Linked DNA regions of Mus musculus: region 1 is linked to region 2. Evidence: chromatin contacts called from public promoter capture Hi-C data. All regions are on one chromosome and are shown on one strand. The core of a region is the stretch at or near the end of the contact, and the rest is flanking DNA. Distances in the headings are between cores, read along the strand shown.

What was found. Promoter capture Hi-C pulls out the DNA fragments that hold promoters and counts their contacts.
Region 1: a promoter capture Hi-C map of pre-B cells shows a contact between it and region 2, with 2.9 times the contacts expected there. A contact is called at or near these places in 1 of 39 promoter capture datasets (pre-B cells), 1 of 484 Hi-C or Micro-C datasets (pre-B cells) and 1 of 130 datasets of targeted methods (large pre-B cells).

What each region holds. Positions count from the first base shown.
Region 1 is chr19:23,272,553-23,275,252 of GRCm38.p6, reverse strand. It overlaps Smc5 (structural maintenance of chromosomes 5), which reads left to right and starts at 1,356. Exons shown (of 25, transcript NM_001252684.1): 1 at 1,356-1,619. The coding sequence starts at 1,435. It overlaps Gm33950 (a long non-coding RNA gene), which reads right to left and starts at 1,345. Exons shown (of 2, transcript XR_386613.2): 1 at 1,248-1,345; 2 at 894-1,029.
Region 2 is chr19:21,651,415-21,654,114 of GRCm38.p6, reverse strand. 1110059E24Rik (RIKEN cDNA 1110059E24 gene) reads left to right here and starts at 1,324. Exons shown (of 4, transcript NM_025423.2): 1 at 1,324-1,508. The coding sequence starts at 1,407. Abhd17b (abhydrolase domain containing 17B) reads right to left here and starts at 806. Exons shown (of 4, transcript NM_146096.3): 1 at 522-806.

The DNA.
Region 1 (2,700 bases), core at 107-2,606, 1.6 Mb before region 2:
CATTACCCTAGTCTCTGGCCGGTTATTATTGGTTGGGTGAATGTTGCCTATGGGCTTCAGGGGCATAATCTTTGAAAGGGCTAATGAGATGAACATGGGCACAGGGAGGTAGAGCCATTCCTAAAGAAGCAGGGAATTTAAAGACCCTGAAAGGACCCCTATGGAAGATTTAAAGGAAGGATTGAAGAAAGCGAAGGGGATGGTAACCCCATAGGTAGACCAACAATATCAACTAACCTGAACCCCTAGGAGCTCCCAGAGAATAAGCCACCAACCAAAGAACATACATGGGCTGGTCCAAGGCCACCAGCACATATGTAGCAGAGAGCAGCCTTGTCTGGCCTTAGTGGAAGAGGATGTGCTTAGTCCTGCAGAGACTGGATGCCCCAGGGAGGGGGGATACCAAGGGAGAGGCACCCTCTCAGAGTCAAAGAGGAGGAGCGATGGGGGGGGGGGGGAAGAACTCTGGGGGGGGGAGAGAGACAACATTTGGGTTGTAAATAAGTGAAATGCTTAATTAAATAAAAGAAAGAAAGAAAAGAAAAAAGAAACCCTGAAGGGAGAGGCCATCTGGTGGCTGCACTGGAACTGGTGGCTGCACTAAGGAAGCAGAAGTAGTAAAAGTTCAAGACCAGCCTGGGCTCTCTAGTGAGTAGTAGTCCATCTAGAGCTATATAAAGAGTCTGTCTCAAATAAATAAATAAATGTATGTGCTGGGAGATAGCATGATGGCCCAGTGGTTAAGAGAACGGACTGCTATTCTAGAGGACCTGGGTTCCACTGTCTGTAACTCCGAGATCTGACACCCTCACACAGACATACATACATGCAGGCAAAACATCAATGCACATAAAATAAAAATAAATAAATTATACAATAAAAGGACTAGGAAGTGTGAGTGGGCAAGTAATTAATACACTCTTCACAATCTTGAGAGCATCAGATGGTTGTTAGTGCCATGCTTCCAACAACAGGCACAGTCAACAGGCATCTTTTCTTTGGAGTTCATTTGAGCACCAGGGAAGGAAACTGCAATGTAGAACATAAGACAGATGAAGCCTGGAGTTCTGGGAGGGACCGTTGCAAAGTAGTAACACACACACACACACACACACACACACACACACACACACACACACACACACACACACACACACGAGAAACACACAGAGACACACACAGAGACACACACAGAGACACATACACACACACACACACACACAGACACACACACACACACATCGCACCTCTGAGGCCACCGGGGAGCGTTGGTCGGGGCGTGGCCTCGGGTTTGCGGGGCGGAACCGCGCAAGCGCATCGGGGCCGCGGGGGCGGGGTCAGGCGGGGTCAGTTAGCGCGGGAGCCGGGCGCGGAGGCTCCTGGGCTGCGGCTCGCCGGGAACGGAAGCCGCTGCGGGACGCGGAGGAAGCCAGGATGGCGACTCCGAGCGGGAAGGCTGCTCCCCCCAACCCCCAGGTTTCCAAGCGGTCTCTCCCGAGAGATGCTTCCTCCGAGGTCCCGAGCAAGAGAAAGAACTCGAACCCGTTGCCGACGCTGCCGCGGCCGTCCGGGACCTTCGTCGAGGGCTCAATCGTCCGCATCGCCATGGAGAACTTCTTGTGAGTGGCGGCAGGCCGCGCTGGGCGGGAGCAAGCGGCCCGCAGGCCCGGGGCGGTGGGCTGTGCCCGGCGGTGGGGAACCTGTGCCAGGCTAACCCTGAGGCATTCCCTGCCTAGGCCACGAAGACTGGCCGTGTTGGCTGTAGTAGGCGTGTGGCCTGATGTTTTTATCCACCCAGTGGTTTTGGAAGGCGTCGGCTCTAGGCAGTAGATACGAAGGGGCCGGGTCTCTAGTTTGTTAATCTGCGAATCTCGATCTACCACGGACCTGTGCACTTCACAAAACTCGACAGTTACAGCAGAGTGGCAAATTTTAAAAAGTGTACACGATTTCCAGAATGGGCAGATGACATGGTAATGGTTGTTGATTGGAGATTAGAGTGTACCAAAGAAATTAAAAATCGTGTTCCCAGTTTTTGTACCTCCTTGCAGATTCTTGCCCCGTCCAATCCTCCTTTCTTCCTTGCCCCGACCCCAACTAGTTGAGTAGATTCTAAATGTTACCAGAAATATCATTATCTGTTTATCATCTTAGAGTTATCTTTTCGAGGTATTTTTTCTTAAATGTAGGCTTGCATAATTTATAGACCCTTAATAACAATACCATTTTTTTTTCAAGCAGTTGTGTATCAGGTGTTCGTTTGTTTTATTTACACATCGCTGCGTTTCTACCTGTCTTTGTTGATGACATAAACTCATGGCTATTGTTTTTTTGCCCCGGTCTGTATAGATTCTAATAGCAAAATTGCTAATTTGAATCCTGATCAGGAAAGGTAACTGTACTCAGCATGAGGTTATCTGCTGTAACTTATCTACCCAGGATTTCATGGGAGGCACAGACTGAAAAGGCTAAGTCCATCCCCAACCATCAGAGCTTTGTGAAGAAGATACTAAAGTAGAAAAGGAGGGAAGACGATTACCCAAAGAAGGAACTGCCTGAAAGCCAGTTTGTAATGTTTCGTGAGTGACCTTAGGTAGAATGTAAGAACATAGGTGAATAGAGGTTGGAAACGATTGTTCCGGCTTGTCTGTTACTATACTAAAGAACTCCAGCATCATCCTGCAGGCAGGCGGTCGGGAA
Region 2 (2,700 bases), core at 75-2,574:
TCTTTCTTTCTTTCTTTCTTTCTTTCTTTCTTTCTTTCTTTCTTTCTTTCTTTCAACAGAAGCGGAGGGAGGTTAAACTCTCCGAACGTCCTCCACACACTATAATTTGACACAACTTTCCTGGTTTAATATTAAATACAATTTCAAACAGAACTCTCCAACTTTCAATTCAAATCCAACCTCTCCCTCCTTGAGTTCTCAATCAGAGATGATACAAGTTCAAGCCATGGAAAGCAGCTCCCGCGACAAGCGGAGCGGGATACCCAGCTCAAGCTCCGGGCGGACTCCATCTAAAATCGAGGCTGGCGGGACCCGGACACCGAGCCGAGAGCGAGGGCCCGAAGTGGCCCAGATCCAGGGAGGGGAGCGGCGGCCCGACCCCATCTTGCGGTCCTCCCTGCGGGCGAGGAGGCCCGGGACGCACGGCTCTCCGCTCGGTAGCTCCGCTCCGAAGCCACCCGGCCTGGTCCCCAGCTCAGAGCGGCGACCCCCCGACGGCCCAGCAGCCCAGCCCCACGCACCTGCAGCTGGGCGGCCGCGGCCGCCAACGCGCTGTCCTCCGCGGGGCGCCGCCCGCCGACTCTGCGCCCGCGGCCCGGCCCGGCGAGGACGCGAAAGAGAGCTGCGGTGCCCGGGCGCGCTTCGTGGGGCCCCTCCACGCGCGTTCGCGTTCTGCTGACTAACGGCTCCGCCGCGAGGGGCGGCCGCCGCCGGGGCTCTCCGGCCCGAGGTCCCGCGCGGCCGTGGTCGCCGTCCGCAGCGCAGGGCCGGTGCTGCCTTCTCCGCAGCCCGCCTTCCTTGGCACCTCCGAAGGCCGCCAGGCGGCGGAGCGCGCGGCCGCGGCGGGCGGGAGCTGGGAGGGCGGCGGGGGGCGGGGGGGCGAGCGGCCCGGTTCGAGCTGCTCAGTGACTGGAGGAGGGCGCCGAAGCTGACCCGGGCTCCGGGCTGCAGGCGATCAGGGCACCGGCCTCGCCCACCTTCCACCAATCACAAACTGCGCAGCGGAGTCGCTACGCTACGGAGCCGGGAGACAGGTTGGGAGCGTTCGGCAGGAGGCGGGGATTGCGGAAAAGAAGAGCCAATAGGAACGGGGAATCTCCGTCCCTCCGCCGTGATGGACAGCCGCGTTCGAGCCAATGGGGGAGTTCTAGATTCGAAGAAAGCCGGACTTGCACCTTGGGTCCGAGGAAGGCTTTCCGTGAAGCCGGTAGTCGAGGATGTGCGGCAAGGCAGAGCCGAGCGTGACCTCCCTAATGAGTCACGTGGGCCGACCTGGGGCTGGGACGGAAAGAGTAGAAGAACTTCTTCCGGGTCACTGTCCTTAGTCTCAATCTGGGGCGGGAACGTCTTTACTCTTTCCTGTAACTTAAAGGCTGCACCGATTTACAGTGCTTGAGATTTTGGTGATGAGTTCCCAGAAAGGCAACGTGACTCGGTCCCGGCCTCAGAAGCACCAGAATACGTTCACCTTCAAAAATGACAAGTTTGATAAGAGTGTTCAGACCAAGGTAGGCCCTTGCCTGTTGTTCTGACTGCCATCCCAGGGGAAAAAAAAGTGACAGAGAGAGGAAAGGGGACAGAGAGAGGAAAGGAGAGGAGTTGGCGAGCGTGGACTGCAGCCCAGTTAGTCTTGGCTGCAGTGCAATCGTGTCTCAAATATTCTTCCCACGCCCTTTCTTTGGCTTGGCTCTGTTCCGTGAATCTATCTGATGGTCAGCACATCTCAGTAGTGGCGCCGAGACTGGATAGGGCAGCTTAAATTCATCCAACCTAAGGTACCGATGGGGCGATTGACGCCTTGGATGCTCCCACCTGGATCACGCCCCCGCAATAAGAAAATGAAATGAAGGCACTCGTCCGAGTGTCTCTTTGCAGCGACTGTTTTTCCGAGAACTCCCAAACCCATAAGTTTGTAGGGAGTACGATCTTAGCGTCACTGTCCTTATCAACAAGATGTTATTTCAGTTTTGTGTTGGAGCAAACGTTTTGGCTTGTGTAAAAATGGTTGCTTGCTGTCTATACAATTAACTTAGCAGGACCTGTGTAAAGTGGAAGAAAACTCAGACTGTTTGTTACTTGAGATATGTATGACTAGTGATTCTGTGAATAGCGATCCCCTTCCCCATAACTGAATGGGGAGCGGATAAAGGCCTTTAGTCGTCCTGGAGGCCAGCTTACATCAGATAAAGTTAATATTTACAGAAACAAGAGCTCAAATTTCCTAAGTTTGTTCCTTGAAGTAATTTAGTAATTTCTGTGACCTTTAGCCTCAGATAAGAAATCTGATAGGATTATTCGGAAGCTAACAGAAGAGTAACTAGTCTGGGACATAACAGGTGGTCAGCAGGTGATTACGTTTAAAACATTAAAAAGGCAATCCATAGTAACTTGTACTCTGTCTTTCTCTTTCATTGTTTCTCAGATATTTAATAAATACCTTTCACGTGCAGGGTTCTAGACCCCTGGTAGACAGTGTTCAAAACTATTGATTCTGCCTTTACGGAGCTTGTAATTGTCTGAGTAATATGGACAGTCAGTCAGCAGATGGATCTGTAATTACAAATTTCAATAGAAGTTGCTAAAGGGAAAGGCAGTTCAGTGAAGAATAAAAAAAAATAGTTTAAGCAGGGCCCTCAGACCACATTAGCAGACACTCGTCCATAAACCTGCTTTTCCTGTATTTTAGAAAAATATTATGGA